Regions from separate parts of the Mus musculus genome. Here all the other regions are linked to region 1. The links are chromatin contacts, called in public ChIA-PET, Hi-C and promoter capture Hi-C maps. All regions are on one chromosome and are shown on one strand. Each heading gives the region's core, a stretch centred on a gene start, on an enhancer-like site or on the middle of the called end of the contact. The rest is flanking DNA. Distances are from core to core; before and after follow the strand shown. Region 1 holds the start of Stx17 (syntaxin 17). Region 2 has its middle 86 kb from the start of Gm32544. Region 3 has its middle 130 kb from the start of Gm32544. Region 4 has its middle 150 kb from the start of Gm46853. Region 5 overlaps Tex10 (testis expressed gene 10).

Region 1 (2,808 bases), core at 123-2,622:
AAGCAGTAGGTCCCATCTGGAAGGTCCATGGAGGCATAAACTGAAAAGGGTACTTATACCTTGTGGTATTCTTAACAGAAATGCAACACAATCTAGTCCCAACTAACTATAGACAAACTCCTACTTGAAAGGCATTACCAACATTCCTGACTCTTCAAAGCACACAAAGTCATGATACTGCTACAGATTGGAAAAGGTAATGTCGCCAGGCCCATCAAGAGTAAGGCTGCTTACTAGATACCATTGTAGAATACAGAAGGGACTCTAATAAAAAGAATGGAATCCCAAGAGACCCAGTTAACCAGATAGTAATCTCTTGCTCTCTGTGACTGTATTAAGGATGGTATGTAAAATACTAACACAAGGGCGCTGTAGTGTTCTGTACTATGTGTACGAGTTTTCTTTCTCTCTTTTTTGTTTTTCTAAGACAGGGTTTCTCTGTGTAGGGCTGTCCTGGAATTCAGTCTGTAGACTAAGCTAGCCTTGAAGTCAAGAGATCCTCCTGCCTCTGCCTCCTAATGCTGGGATTAAAGGCATGGGCCACCAAGGCCTCCAGCAACTTCTGCAACTTTTCAATAATTGCAAATGACTCCAAATTTTTTTGTCTGGTGTTTGTGCATGTATAATAATTGCTGTTTCATGGATGAAAGAACGTGTAGAAGACAGGCCTGCAGTCATTTTCCAAGCACACACATTTGCAGTGAGAGGTGTCAAGTGCTTTTTATAAACTTAATCTCTTGGTACTTGCAACTAAGATGATATGGGTACCATGATACTAGGGTTCCACAAGAAGAAAAAGTACCCAAAGGTGAAGTAAATTACTCAAGAGTTATTTAAAAGCGAAAGAGCCCCTTTCCAGGAAAAAGGTCCCAAACTGCTGATAACACTATCTCCCAAGGAAATGCGTCCCCTTGGGCATGTGGGTGGTACAAGGAGAGTAAGTGCTGGCTCGGTCCCCGCAGCTGCGGCCTCTCCGCGTCCTGCTTGGGCACCGGTGTCGCGTCGTCCCTCACGGAGTCACCAGGACGCACCCAGGCCACACCAACGACCCCAGCGGCGCGGCTGGCCCGGCGACCCAGGGCCCGAAGCAGCTCTTCACAGCGACCCGGGAGGGCATAGCGCAGTGGGGCCTCGGCCTCCCCGCTCCCGCAGGGACAGCTACTCCAAAACTGAAAACAGAGAGGCTTGGCCACTTCTGGTCGCGGCCCCGGCGCTCACACTGACCCGAGGCCGGGCTTGGTGACCGGCGCCTCTCCCTTGCGTCCACAGCCCGGCCCGCGGTGACACATCGCAGCCCAGCGACCCCGTGGCGGCAGCCCGGCAGCCCCTTACCTCCCGCCTAGGCGCTCGAGGCCGTCGATACACACTGCGCAGACGCGAGAGGGGCGGGGCGTCTCCAGGGGCGGGATATGTGGCCCCGCCCCCTACCCGGCCAGTGGGCGTGGAGGTAATATAGTGTGCCAACCACTGGATGAACAATTCCAAGTGTTTTATGGGTCGTCTTGTGTACTGTATCTAAGACAATTTACACTTGGATAACCTTCTACATGTTACAGTTTTCCTGCACATTGTGTTCCTTGAATTTTGTTGGCGAGGACGGCCTTGTGCCCCTAGCTCTTTAGGTGTGTAAAAACTGAAGCTCGGAACCCAGTGCCATCCTTCCCCGCCCCGCCCCGCCCCGCCTCCCAGAGCCCCTGAGTGACTGGCTAGGAGTATCTGAATAGCCACAGGCACAAATGAAAGAAGGCATAAACTTTTTTGTCCAGAGCCTGCTGCAGTGCTTTGGGCGTCTGTCCTTATTAAAATGATACCTGGTCACTTTGAGGCTCAGCACAGATAGGAAGTGACTCACTCCAGTTCAGCCCGTTTGTGACAGCGCTGTACTCACAGCTGGTTTTCCTAATTTCTTCTCAAGTAGTTCCAGTTGGACCAGCTGCTGCTAGAACAAGCTTTGAAGTGTGTGCAGGTCATTGATTCTCCTCTCTGAATGTTCTGACCTCAAGACCTAGCCAACTAAAATATATATATGACTATTCAGGTCTTTGCTTGAAATGGATCTTCTGATGATGAAGTTTTCAACAGTCTTAAGAACATTTCCTGTTAGCTGTAAGGAAACTCAGTTCTTAGGATCTGCAGGTAGAAAGGAAGTAGAGGGGGAATTTTAGCCCACAGATTAGGGGCTTAAGAAAGTCTTGAAAGGCAATTTTTAAAATAAAGCTCATTATTAATTAAGCTATTTGAATTTTCTTTGGGGTATACTGGATGTTAGTGTTTATGGTACCCTTAGTTCATAGATTGAGGCATATCTATCAAATTTTCATCCCAAGGAGAAAAATAAAGGTATTAGGTAATGCCATAGGATGGATGGTAAAATGCCAAAGTCAGTTAAACAAGCAATAGGGAATCATTTAATTGGTAAAGTGCCTGCTTCACAATGAAGACCTGAGTTTGGACACCCAGCACCCACATACAAAACCAAGCTCTGTGGTATATGTTTATGATCCTAATACTATCTAAATAGACAAAAGGATCCATGAGCTTGCTGCCCAGCTGGTCTTGTTGAATTGGTAACCTCCAGGCTCACTGAGAGATGATGTGTGTTCTCTCTCTCTCTCTCTCTCTCTCTCTCTCTCTCTCACACACACACACACACACACACACACCGAATCCATTAAACAAGACCTTTTGAAGTAAAGATAACTAGTGTTAAGTTTTGAAAAAGTACAACAGGGAGCTGTGGCACTCTGGAATTGACTTTGGCCTTCCAGGTGGTTGTATGATGTTTGCTGTAACTTAGGTGTGTCATGT
Region 2 (2,808 bases), core at 175-2,674, 400 kb after region 1:
AGGAGCCTCCTGCAAATGACTCAAGGCACGTGAGAGAATGGTATGATAACAAATGATAGATCTGGGCTTAGAAATATCACAGCTGTGTATTTTGCAGGACTGTGTATTCTGCACGGCTGTGTAACCCACAGGGCTGTGTAACTGTGCAGGTTTCCTGGGGTTTCTTGTCTAGTGAACAAGCATGATAATGGGGCATCTGCCTGAAGTTCCTGTGAGAACAAAATGGAAACCTACACTATATACGTGTATACTATATGTACAATGAGACACCGCGAGTAAAGTAAGCTTGGCTATATTTTAAAGAAATTAAAAACAAAAGAGAGCTCACACAGGGCCAGAACAAGGGCTAGAGATTTCTAGAAGGCTCTAAAATGTAAGTAGATCTCAGTGAGATTGGCTAGCAAAGGGGGCAAAAGCTACTCTGAGAGGGAGATCCATTAGCCAGGTAAACAGGCTCGCTGCTGAGCAGACTCCCAGCCTGGTTCATAAATGCCTCCAGTTCACAGAAGCCTGTCCTGGGTGGGGAGAGAAAAACTTGTCTGATGACTCAAGAGGGCACAGCTAGAAGCACTGGTAGGGAGTCCAGAGACCAGCGACTTGCACAGTGTGAGGTGTCGCTCTTCAGCAGAGCTGTCAAAGACTGGAGGGCTCCTTAGAGGAGCCAGGCCAAGGACATGGGGAGAAGGGGAGCGGGAAGGGGGGCTATGCACCTCACCTGATCCCAGGGACTCTTCAGGGCACAAAGGCAGCTGCAGCTTAATTCCTGGAACAGCCTCAGCAATTTCAATCAGCTCACCTCATGCAAACTTGTAGGGCTTTTTCCTTTTTTTTTTTTTTTTCAGGTAGGTTTATAAATTCACAAACTTTTATCCTTTCTATGGCAGTCAATGATATTAGGAAGCTAATTAGCCACAGAGCTAATTTTCATGTCAGAGTGAAATTACAGGTTTCGCGGCATAGAGCAACATTCTCTTTCTGTCCCTCTCCATCCTCTATGGCTGCCCCACCCCACTTCCTTCTCCCAGGGCTCTGTGTGCTGTCCCCTCTGCTGTCTGGTCACAAAGGTCAGCAGAGAGGGGTGTCGGCTGTGCAGTCCCCTTTCTCTTTGGTGTCAGGCCTATTTGCATCTGCAAACAGCTTTAATTGAGTGAGGTTTCCATTGCTCTTTCTCTTTCTCCTGTTTTTAAATGCAAATGTTAATGTTTGGTTAGCATGAGTTCAGAATTAAGCCTCTGCTACCTGTGGCTGCCTCCTTCCCTGGGTTCTAAATAAGCGCGGGCGGAGTGGCGCGACCTGCTGAGAGCTTGTAAGACCTGGAAGGCTTCAGTCCAGCTAATTGCCAATCACGCTGAGAGGGCTGGGCAGAGCCTAGTCTCACTTACCAGCTCTCAGGAAGCCCTGCTTCCTACCAGCAAGGAAGGGGGAAAAGGAGTGTGTTGGCTGCTCAGAGGAAGCTGGGGCCAGGCTGCTGCTGGGAATTAAGCTCTGGACTTTCTTTTGTCGTCAAAGTGATGTGCAATTGATAAGGTCAGCAGAAGTCACTGGGCTGGAATACCAGGAGTTGGAATCTCTTAGGTCAAACTCTTAATAGTTTGTTATCTGACCTCTGTTTGAGGATTTCTGTCTCAGGGCCTCAAAGGCAGCCTCTCCCACTGACAGCCAGCTCTAGCTGTCATGAAGGGCGTGTTTAACATTTGAGCTCAAATTAACTTCCTATTTTCTGCCCTTTGGTTTTCAGTTTTAGAATATGATTGGTCCCACTGCCAGATGATAACTGTATTACTTTTCAGGTTGCTGTGGCAAAATGCCTGACAAGGACAACTTAGGGATAGAGGTAGCAAGAGAGAAGATAGATAGATAGATAGATAGATAGATAGATAGATAGATAGATAGATAGATAGATAGATAGATATAGAGCAATGGTAGATAGAGGTAGACACAGAGACAGAGACGTAGAGCTGATAGAGATACGCATAAAGATAGAGATGTAGTTTACTTTAAGTCACAATTTGAGGATATCGTGAAGGGGAGTAGCTTTATCTGTGGATGCAAGAATGTGAAGCCTCTGGTCACCTTGCATCTGCAGTCAGAAAACAGAGGGGGACAAGGAAAGAGGGGGGAGGGGAGTCGAAGTTATTTCTCCACCCACATTCTTCTTGTCATTTTTCCAGAGCTTTAGTCTATGGGATGATGCGACCTACATTCCAGAGAGTCTTGACGTTCATGATTTACCATCCCAGTAAGTCTTTAGGGACTTGGTTGCAGCTCTTACAGAGCACCAATGCCTCCTCTCTCATTTCTTCATGTCAATTACATCTAATCATTTTCATTGCTGATCATTGTGAATTCTTATTGCATTGTATAAAACAAGGATGAGTAATTAAGGCGTGGCCACCCAAAAATCTTAGTCTTGACTATTACAGGGGAGAGCAGAGTCCATTTTTCTCCCAGTTATTGTGGTTCTTCTCTTCCCAAATCTTCCCAAGGTTCTGTAGACATAACACACACACACACACACACACACACACACACACACACACACACACACACACACAATTTAGCCTATTGCTGTCCAAGTTTTCCCTTAAGAGATGCTTTCTAGCTTTGTGAGCTATGCAGACCTCTTAGGGAATAGTGAAGCCTTTGTTTGGTGACATGGGAAGTCTTTTATCCCAAAGCACTAGGAAGACATATTTTAAAAATTTAGAACCTAGATGCTCAGAAGTCTGCCAGCGAAGAATTCCAGCAACCTGGTGCCTCCCATGCTTTTCATTGTGTAGCTTTTATGGGAAGTGAAGGCAAATCTAT
Region 3 (2,808 bases), core at 113-2,612, 350 kb after region 1:
CTTCTATGTCTCTCTTTCTCAACTGTGCATCTGCAGTCATTGATATCGCTGTGAAAACTATTTGCTCTTTAAGGACCGTGAGAGCGTGGATCTCGGGCTTCCACACGCTTTCTGGCATCAGCACAGTACAAACAGGGCTCTTGGTTGCAGTAGGGCTATGGGCCTGGATAAGGCTCTCAGATGCAACTGGACATCAACATGGCTTCTGGTGATAGCATAAACCACTGACATCCATGTGACTTTCGGTGGTAGTACAGACGTGGACATCAACACAGATACGGCTGCAGTAAGACCACAGACCCAAATATCACCCTCATTGGCAGCATAGGTCATTCACATCAGTATGGTCAACAGAGGCAGCATGGCCCATGGACATGAACACAGCCTCAGTCCAGGGCACCAGCCATGAACATCATCATGTCTTCAGGAGACAACACAGTCTGGACATTAACCCAGACCTTGGCCACATCAGGGCCACTGATCTACACATGGCCTTCAGCAGCATCTCCGGGCATGGCGGTCCTTTGAGGAGGTCTAATCTAGAAAGTAGAGCTCCCATCATCTCGGGCCAAGATCTAGGGTGATCCTGTGTCTGGGCAGCTTGTTTGGGGACAAGTTCTGCATCTGCCCAAGCTTCTGGCTGCTGCTCACCTTCCTGAGTCTACTGGGCTATGACTTGATCAACAGTCAACCTCAGCCCTGTCTCTTACCCTTCACATTGACATGTCACCAGTTCTGCCTCTCTCCACAGAGCCTTTACCACTCCTTCTCCTCCTCTTATACTCCATCTTTCTGTCACCCAGTCTCCTTTCAATGACATCTGCAGGTAAAAGTGGGTGATGTGTGTGCCAGGCCTGACTGTCTTCTGCTGGGTGGTTCTGTTGCCCCTTCTCTTAATACTAACACACTGGCAATTGGGTTTCAATCTATGAAATTTGGGAAGAGCAGCAACCAGGTCCATTAATATGGCTTCTATGCACCGTTCTGGGGGCAAGACCCTTAATTTGCCTGTCTCCAGTGTGAGGTTTTATAAGAAGAGATTTCTTCCTTCTGTCTCAGAATCTTTTAAAATCTGGTCCTATCTGAATGTAGCTCAAGTTAGGAAAAACCTTCAAGTGAAATGGTCAAGACACAGGGCTGATATCAGTGTTATCTCGAGTTGAGAGCTGTCGACGTCTGCTAAACAGACCTGTGCAGCTACTCCAGGGTAAAATTAATTCTCAGACACCCTCACTGACACTTTACAGAGTCTTCACCAGCAGATGATTTTGACTGCTGCCGGCCCAGTCTCTGCTAATGGAGGCTTATAAAGGCCTTCACCATTCCTATGGTAACCCAGGAGAAAGGCTGTTGCCATGGGGACTAGCCAAGCCTATATAAACCTCCCATCACCATCAGACAGCTGAGAACAGGAGTGTGAGAATGAATCCTCCCTAGTTCACCTTCAGAAATTGCTAATAATTATCGTTGTTTTTTGGCAGGGAGCTCATTGTTTCTTTCAGGCAGAAACTCATTCACATTTTGAACTTGAAATGAGGATTGTTCAAAAGCTTGCTTGCTGATCTTGGTGTCAAAAAAACCGTCATCTACAGAATGAAATAGCTAGTGATTGAGCGGTTCCCAAATCTCTTCACTGTTACCAACCACTGAATGACATTCATCACAAGCATGTGAACAGCAGGCTGTTTCCAAAGAATGATCTGTTTCTTTGAGATGAATTAATTCTAGGCATGCCTGTTAATATGCTTCAACACTGACTTTTGGTTGAGTCTTGGAGAATCTCAGCTCCTGGAAGCCAGGATATAAAGGCAGAGTGCTCAGTGCTCTAGCATACAAAGAGCCAGGCAGTAGGACCAGACCAGAACTACTTCTGGGGATGACCAAAGAGTGTAGCTAAGTTGAAGCAGGCAATCAGAAGGAGGTCTTCTTCAGAGGGCACCTGAGACCCTACCTGGAGGTAGGAAGGACTGGGCTGGGACCTCCGAGGAATTTAGACATTTTCAGTAGAGGAAGGACATTGCATTCTGCAGGTGCCCTAATGCAGGCACCAAGTAGACATGGCAGCTCATGGCGGAGTGAGTAGCTCCTGCACGTAAAAAGCCCAGAAACGCTTCCTCCTGTCTTTCAATTATTTACTGAGTATTTGTTATGTGCTGTAAGATATGCTAGACCCAGAGAATACAGACGTGTTTAAGATTTGAGTCTGGCCAGGCCTTTCTCTAAGTCTACTTGGAAATGCCCAGATAAAGCACAAGTGATCGTGGGACATAATGTGACAAGGGGTCTTTTAAGCAGGCTTGCTCCACAAATGACTTTTCTTGAATAAGTGAATGAATGAATGAATGAAGAGTGAGTGAGTGAGTGAGTGAGTGAGTGAGTGAGTGAGTGAGTTAGTGAGTTGGTTAGGAATGATCTAATTAGAACCAACAATGTATTTAATGTTTGGGGTTTAGAATGAAAGAGAAAAAGTGATTCATTTACTTTCTGTGGGTTTGATTGGGATCCCATAGGGCAGAGCCACTGTGGAAACTTCTTCTAAAGGGTGCACGGTGCTCCCCAGCATCCTAAGCAAGAAGATCTCATGTTGATGGGAATGGTACCTTGGGGTGAGCTTCTTTCCTACTATGATTCATACTATGATGTATATGGTAACTGGTTCTTCTCATGTAGAGGTGGCTAGTTCCCACATCATTAAGGAGAGAGGATAGTTTTACTTACATTCTTCCAGCTATTCCTCCTTAGCCTTTTACCTTTCTAGGTGGAGCATCCTTGGATGAAGTGGTCACCTGTGTATCCATTACATTATTC
Region 4 (2,808 bases), core at 197-2,696, 330 kb after region 1:
CCTGGGCATATACCCAGAAGATGTTCCAACTTGTAATAAGGACACATTCTCCACTATGTTCATAGCAGCCTTATTTATAATAGCCAGAAGCTGAAAAGAACCCAGATGTCCCTCAACATAGGAATGGATACAGAAAATGTGGTTCATTTACACAATGGAGTACTACTCAGCTATTAAAAATAATGAATTCATGAAATTTTTAGACAAATGGATGGTTCTGGAGGACATCATCCTGAGTGAGGTAACCCAATCACAAAAGAGCACATGTGATATACACTCACTCATAAGTGGATATTAGCCCAGAAGCTCAGAATACCCAAGATACAATTTGCAAAACATGAAACTCAAGAAGAAGGAAGGCCAAAGTGTGGATACTTCGATCCTTCTTAGAATGGGAACAAAATACCCATGGAAGGAGTTACAGAGACGGAAGGAATGACTATCCAGAGACTGCCCCACCCGGGGATTCATCCCAGAAACAACCACCAAACCCAGACACTATTGTGGATGCCAAGAAGAGCCTGCTGCTAAGAGCCTGATAAAGCTGTCTCCAGACAGGCTCTGCCATTGCCTGACAAATACAAAAGTGGATGCTCACAGCCATCCATTGGACAGAACACAGGGTCCCCAATGAAGGAGCTAGAAAAAGTACCCAAGGAGCTGAAAGGGTGTGCAGCCCCATAGGATGAATAATAATATGAACTAACCAGTATCCCCAGAGCTCCCTAGGACTAAACTACCAATCAAAGAAAACACATGGTGGAACTCATGACTCTAACTGCATATGTAGCAGAGGAAGACCTGCTACATCAATGGGAGGAGAGGCCCTTGGTCCTGAGAAGGTTCTATGCCCCAGTATAGGAGAATGCCAGGGCCAGGAAGTGGGAGTGGGTGGGTTGGTGAGCAGGGGGAGGTGGAAAGGGATAGGGGATTTTCAGAGGGGAAACTAGGAAGAGGGATAAACGTTTGAAATGTAAATAAAGGAAATATCTAATAAAAGTATAAAAAGAGAGAAAATAGAAAAAAACCTCCTCTAAAGCTGAATAATACAAATAATACATAAACATTCTCTCTCTCTCTCTCTCTCTCTCTCTCTCTCTCTCTCTCTCTCTCTCTCTCTCTCTCTCTTTATCCATGTGTATAGGCACTTGCACATATATATATAGAATCTCTGCCTCTCAAGTACTGAGGTTGAGACCTCCGTATTTATGCTTGTCTGGCAAGCATATTGTCAACTGAGTTATTACCCCAGCCTAATTTACCCATTTTTAAAATTGAGTATTTTATTTCCTTATTACTGAGTTATATGAGTTCTTTTGGGACTCTCTGGGTAGTAAGCCCCCTTCAGATTTAGTGGTTCCCAAACACACTCTCATAACTGGTATGCGCCTTTGCGTTTTGACCATCACTTCCTTCTGCCTTTGTTTTTTAGCTCTCTGTGGTTCTACATACTTACTTTCACTTTTGTTTCTCTGAGTTTTGGTGAGATGCTGAATAAAGACTGGCAAGACCAATATCAGTGAGGTTTCCTCTAGGTGTTTCATACTTCCATATCTTAGGTTAGTTCTTAACCCGTTCTGAGTTGTTTTTTGTGTGAGATAGGGATCCGGATTTATTTTATTTTATTTTCGCACATAGGTATAGTTTTCCAACATCATTTGTTGTACACTAACCTTTACCTGTTGTGTCTTCTTGGGGACCTTGTCTGACATCAGCTGACTGCATAGACTTGAGTTTATGTCTAGGTTGTCTGCTCCGTTAGTTTGTCTGTTTCTATGCCAGGCTCACACTGTGCTGACTGAGGAGTGTAGCTTGGGGAGAGAATTTTAGATTGGGAACTATGATTGTTCCAGGTCACTCAGGTTCATAAACTTTTAGATTTTTTTCTATTTCTGTGAAAAGTGACATTGGGGTTTTGGTAGAGGTTGTATTGAGACTATGTTGCTTTGAACAGTTTGGGTGTGTCAACAATTGCAGTGCTACAATCTTCACACAGGGATTATTTTCCCATTTGTTTGTGACCTCTTCAAATTCTTTCACCAATGTTTTAATATTTTTTCATTTATTGATCTTTTACCACATTGGTTAGAGTTTTTTCTTAAGAATTTTATTACTTTTGATGGTATTTTAAGTTGAGATGGCTTTTCTTGGTTTATTTTTCAGATATATCATTATTGGTGTAGAGAGGTACAACTGATTTATATATGTTGTTGGTTTTTTTATCATGCTACTTTATTGAGTTAATTTATTAGTGCCTGTGTGTGTAAGTGTATATGTGTGTGTATGTGTGTATGTGTGTATGTGTGTGTGTGTATGTGTGTGTGTGTTACATGGTCTGCATGGTTTTCTACCTGTAGAATGTTATCATCTAAGCATGAATATCTTTCTCTTTGTTCTTTGATTTGACTTATTTATTTATTTATTTATTTATTTATTTATTTATTTATTTTTGGCTTTCCGGTCTGAAAGCTCTTTTAAGTGTTTCAATTACCAGAACATAGGGGGAAAGCTCTCCATTTCCCTCACAGACCGTCAGCTGTAGGCTACTTGCAAAGGACCCCTGATATGTTGAGGACATTTTCTTCTGTATCTACATTATTAGGAATTTTAATTTTTAATTTTAATTTATTTTATGATTTCATGTGTATGAGTGTTTGCCTGTATGTATGTGTATGCAGCATGTGTGTGTGATGTGACATGCATACCTGGTACCCTTGGAGGCCAGAGAGGGCATTGGATCATCTGCATGGAGAGATGATTGTGAGCTACTATGTGGGTGCTTGGAATTGAACATGGATCCTCTGGAAG
Region 5 (2,808 bases), core at 183-2,682, 310 kb before region 1:
TGTTGGGGTGGGGGTGGGTGCAGAATGAGGGTTGCCCTTTCTTGGTTTTGCTGGTGTGAAATTATTTCCTGTGTTTTCATGGGTGCAGTTAACTTCATTGGGTTGTAGTTTTTCTTTTAGTACCATCTGTAGGGCTGGATTTATGGATAGGTATTGTTTAAATTGACTCTGTCTTGCATTAATATCTTGTTTTCTCTATTTATGGTGATTGAAAGTTCTGTTGAGTATACTAGTCTGGGCTGGCATCTGTGGTCCCTTACAGTCTGAACCCTGTCTAGGCCCTTTTGGCTTTTAGAGTCTTCATTGAGCAGTCAAATGTAATTCTAATAAGTGTGCTTTTATATGGTACTTGGCCTTTTTTCCTTGCACTTTTTAATATTTTGTCTTTGTTCTGATTATTATGTGACAGGAGTTCCGTCCGTGTCCGTCCCGTCCGTCCCCCTCCTCCCCCGTCCCATCTATTTGGTGTTCTGTTAAGTTTCTTGTATGCTTATAGATATCTCCTTCTTTAGGTTAGGTAAAGTTTCTTAATCTGATTTTGTTGAAAATATTTTTTTGGACCTTTGAGTTGGGAATCTTCATCTTCTTTTGTTTTGTTTTGTTTTTTATTGGTTTTTCGAGACAGGGTTTCTCTGTGTAGCCTTGGCTGTCCTGGAACTCACTCTGTAGACCACGATGGCCTCAAACTCAGAAATTCGTACCTGCCTCTGCCTCCCAAGTGCTGGGATTAAAGGCGTGTGCCACCACCGCAGGGCTGGAATCTTCATCTTCTATTCCTATTCTTAGGTTTAGTCTTTTCATAGTGTCCCAGCTGTTCCTGGATGTTTTGTGTCAGGAACTTTTTAAATTTAACATTTTCTTTGACCAATGTATCAATTTCTCCTATCCTATCTACCATGCCTGAGACTCTTTCTTCCATTTCTTATTCTGTTGGTCTTGCTTGCATCTGTTGTTCCTGTTTGCTTGCTTACCTAGATATTGCTTCTGTTTCCATTTTTAGGTCTTGAGCAGTTTTACTCATTTTCTTCCCATGTGTTTGTGTGTGTGTGTTTTTAAAGGTATTTATTCATTTCCTCTTTAAGTGCCTCTGTCATAGTCATAAGATTGGTTTTAAGATCATTTTCTTGTGCTTCAGCTGTGTTGGAATATCCAGGGCTTGCTGTAGTAGGTAGGTGGTCTGTTAGTGCCACATTGCCCTAGCTGTTGTGTTGTTATGCTGGCCTCTAGGCATCTGGGTTTGTGGTAATTATAGGTTTAGGTGCTGATTTCTGAGTTTATTTTTGTTGGGTGGGTATTTTTCCTTGGTTTCTGTTTCTTCTCTGGTCTTGTGGTCTACATGGCATGGGGTTCTGGCTAACAGTCCTCTGGTTCAGTAGGGTGTTTCTGCTGAGGTTTTGGTGGCCTGTGTGAATCCTGGGGTTGGTGCCTCTGAAGTCCTGGGAACTGGTGTGGTATTGAGGTTCTTCTGGGGTTTCAGGAAATGAAGAGTGAGGAAGGGTGAGGTGCTGCTGTTTGGGCGGCTGGGCTGGCTCTCGCGGCATGCATTCTCTACTAAGGAAAACTAGAAGGCTTTTGTCAACCACTTGATTCTACTCTTTGGGCCTTTTGAGTTGTAGCAATTAATAGAAATAGTCTCCATCTTCCTAAGCTAGAAAGGTTTAGATGCTTTTGTAGATACTTGATAGATGTAGTATTGTGCATATGTGATGTGTTTAACCCTTGTTATTTGCATCTACAAAATCAAGGTTTTGTTACCTGTTTGCTATATTGATCTGCAAAGTTGCTTTAAAAATTGTGTTGAACTTGTCTTAATTCTTAATGTCTTGATACAGCTACTGTTTTTCTCTTTTTTTCTGACAGGCAGTTTGTCACAGCTTATTGGTTATTCCTGCCCGAAGCCAGAGCTTTGACATCATGCAGAGTGCCATCAGTAAGCATTTGGTAAATAGCCTTAGTTTTATGTTTGTTTGTTTGAAGTAAAATGACGTTTCTCTGGTACCTCATGGCATGCAGTGGTAAGAACTTTTGCTGGCTGTTGCTAAGTATGTCACTGAGGGTGCTGTTGGAAAGTGAGTAGAAGGAGGCATGCCTTCTTTTTCTTAAGACCTTAGTTTCTGTATTTGTGAAATAAGAGACCTTAAAATTAAAAACCAGTGCTGGGCAGTGGTGGCACACGCCTTTAATCCCAGCACTTGGGAGGCAGAGGCAGGCCATTTTCTAAGTTTAAGGCCAGCCTGGTCTACAGAGTAAATTAAAAAACAAAAAACCAGTCATTTCTGAGTTAACCTCAATGAGTGTGTTTGGGATCCAGTAGTCTGTGGTTCAAAGTAGGGGCGTTATAGGCTTAGTCATTGGAAGCAGTGGGCTCAGCTTTGAGACAGGCTTGTCTTTTAGCCCTTAAATTCACATTTGTATGCCTCCACTAGGTCTTTAAACTTCCTCTAATATTTATATTGTGACTTGGATTTGTTTGTAGAATATGTTTAATTGCAACATTAAAATCTGTTTTTCTGGGGATTCACTTCTTTGATTAATTTCCACAACCCTCTTCCCTCTTTTAAAGTGAAGTTTCCCTTGAATTGGGAAAGAATGCACTGTTAATTTTAAGTGTCTTTCTTTCCTTGCTGTCAGACTTCCAGCTCTTATTCTCTTAACATCAAAGATGTGGACTTTTTTTTCCCTTCTCTGCCTCTAGTCACAGGTTTTTGCTTTCATGTGCCCACATTTGTTGTGGGAAAGGCTTAACATCCCAGCCAGTCTTGGCCTCCATTTTGAGATTGCCTTTTGGAGGAGGTTCAGATCCGACTA

The links. Promoter capture Hi-C pulls out the DNA fragments that hold promoters and counts their contacts. Hi-C and Micro-C count contacts between places; a contact is called where the count stands out from the background. ChIA-PET counts read pairs in DNA pulled down with a chosen protein or histone mark.
Region 2: a promoter capture Hi-C map of second pharyngeal arch cranial neural crest shows a contact between it and region 1, with 4 times the contacts expected there. The contact joins the enhancer-like site here to the promoter of Stx17 in region 1. A contact is called at or near these places in 7 of 39 promoter capture datasets (embryonic stem cells, hippocampal neurons, neural stem cells and 3 more).
Region 3: a contact with region 1 is called in a promoter capture Hi-C map of hippocampal neurons, with 2.6 times the contacts expected there. The contact joins the enhancer-like site here to the promoter of Stx17 in region 1. A contact is called at or near these places in 6 of 39 promoter capture datasets (the 3T3-L1 cell line, embryonic stem cells, hippocampal neurons and 2 more).
Region 4: a Hi-C map of CD8 T cells shows a contact between it and region 1, with 2.7 times the contacts expected there. The contact joins the enhancer-like site here to the promoter of Stx17 in region 1. A contact is called at or near these places in 3 of 39 promoter capture datasets (the 3T3-L1 cell line, embryonic stem cells and hippocampal neurons), 1 of 484 Hi-C or Micro-C datasets (CD8 T cells) and 1 of 115 datasets of contacts at active chromatin or transcription factors (memory CD8 T cells).
Region 5: a contact with region 1 is called in an RNA polymerase II ChIA-PET map of memory CD8 T cells, with 6 read pairs. The contact joins the enhancer-like site here to the promoter of Stx17 in region 1. A contact is called at or near these places in 10 of 39 promoter capture datasets (the 3T3-L1 cell line, the C10 cell line, the HPC-7 cell line and 6 more) and 1 of 115 datasets of contacts at active chromatin or transcription factors (memory CD8 T cells).

What each region holds. Positions count from the first base shown.
Region 1 is chr4:48,123,483-48,126,290 of GRCm38.p6, reverse strand. It overlaps Stx17 (syntaxin 17), which reads right to left and starts at 1,372. Exons shown (of 8, transcript NM_026343.2): 1 at 1,333-1,372.
Region 2 is chr4:47,723,392-47,726,199 of GRCm38.p6, reverse strand. No RefSeq gene overlaps it. Among named protein-coding and RNA genes, the nearest start is that of Gm32544, 86 kb to the right of the region's middle. Within about 2 kb of position 1,424, at least 21 of the 459 cell types and tissues checked have an H3K27ac peak or open chromatin away from gene starts, as enhancers often do. A contact at or near this core is called in second pharyngeal arch cranial neural crest, where this site is marked.
Region 3 is chr4:47,771,280-47,774,087 of GRCm38.p6, reverse strand. No RefSeq gene overlaps it. Among named protein-coding and RNA genes, the nearest start is that of Gm32544, 130 kb to the right of the region's middle. Within about 2 kb of position 1,362, at least 18 of the 459 cell types and tissues checked have an H3K27ac peak or open chromatin away from gene starts, as enhancers often do. A contact at or near this core is called in hippocampal neurons, where this site is marked.
Region 4 is chr4:47,798,004-47,800,811 of GRCm38.p6, reverse strand. No RefSeq gene overlaps it. Among named protein-coding and RNA genes, the nearest start is that of Gm46853, 150 kb to the left of the region's middle. Within about 2 kb of position 1,446, at least 36 of the 459 cell types and tissues checked have an H3K27ac peak or open chromatin away from gene starts, as enhancers often do. A contact at or near this core is called in CD8 T cells and memory CD8 T cells, where this site is marked.
Region 5 is chr4:48,435,570-48,438,377 of GRCm38.p6, reverse strand. Tex10 (testis expressed gene 10) reads left to right here. Exons shown (of 15, transcript NM_001355740.1): 12 at 1,861-1,941. Among named protein-coding and RNA genes, the nearest start is that of Tex10, 36 kb to the left of the region's middle. Within about 2 kb of position 1,432, at least 12 of the 459 cell types and tissues checked have an H3K27ac peak or open chromatin away from gene starts, as enhancers often do. A contact at or near this core is called in memory CD8 T cells, where this site is marked.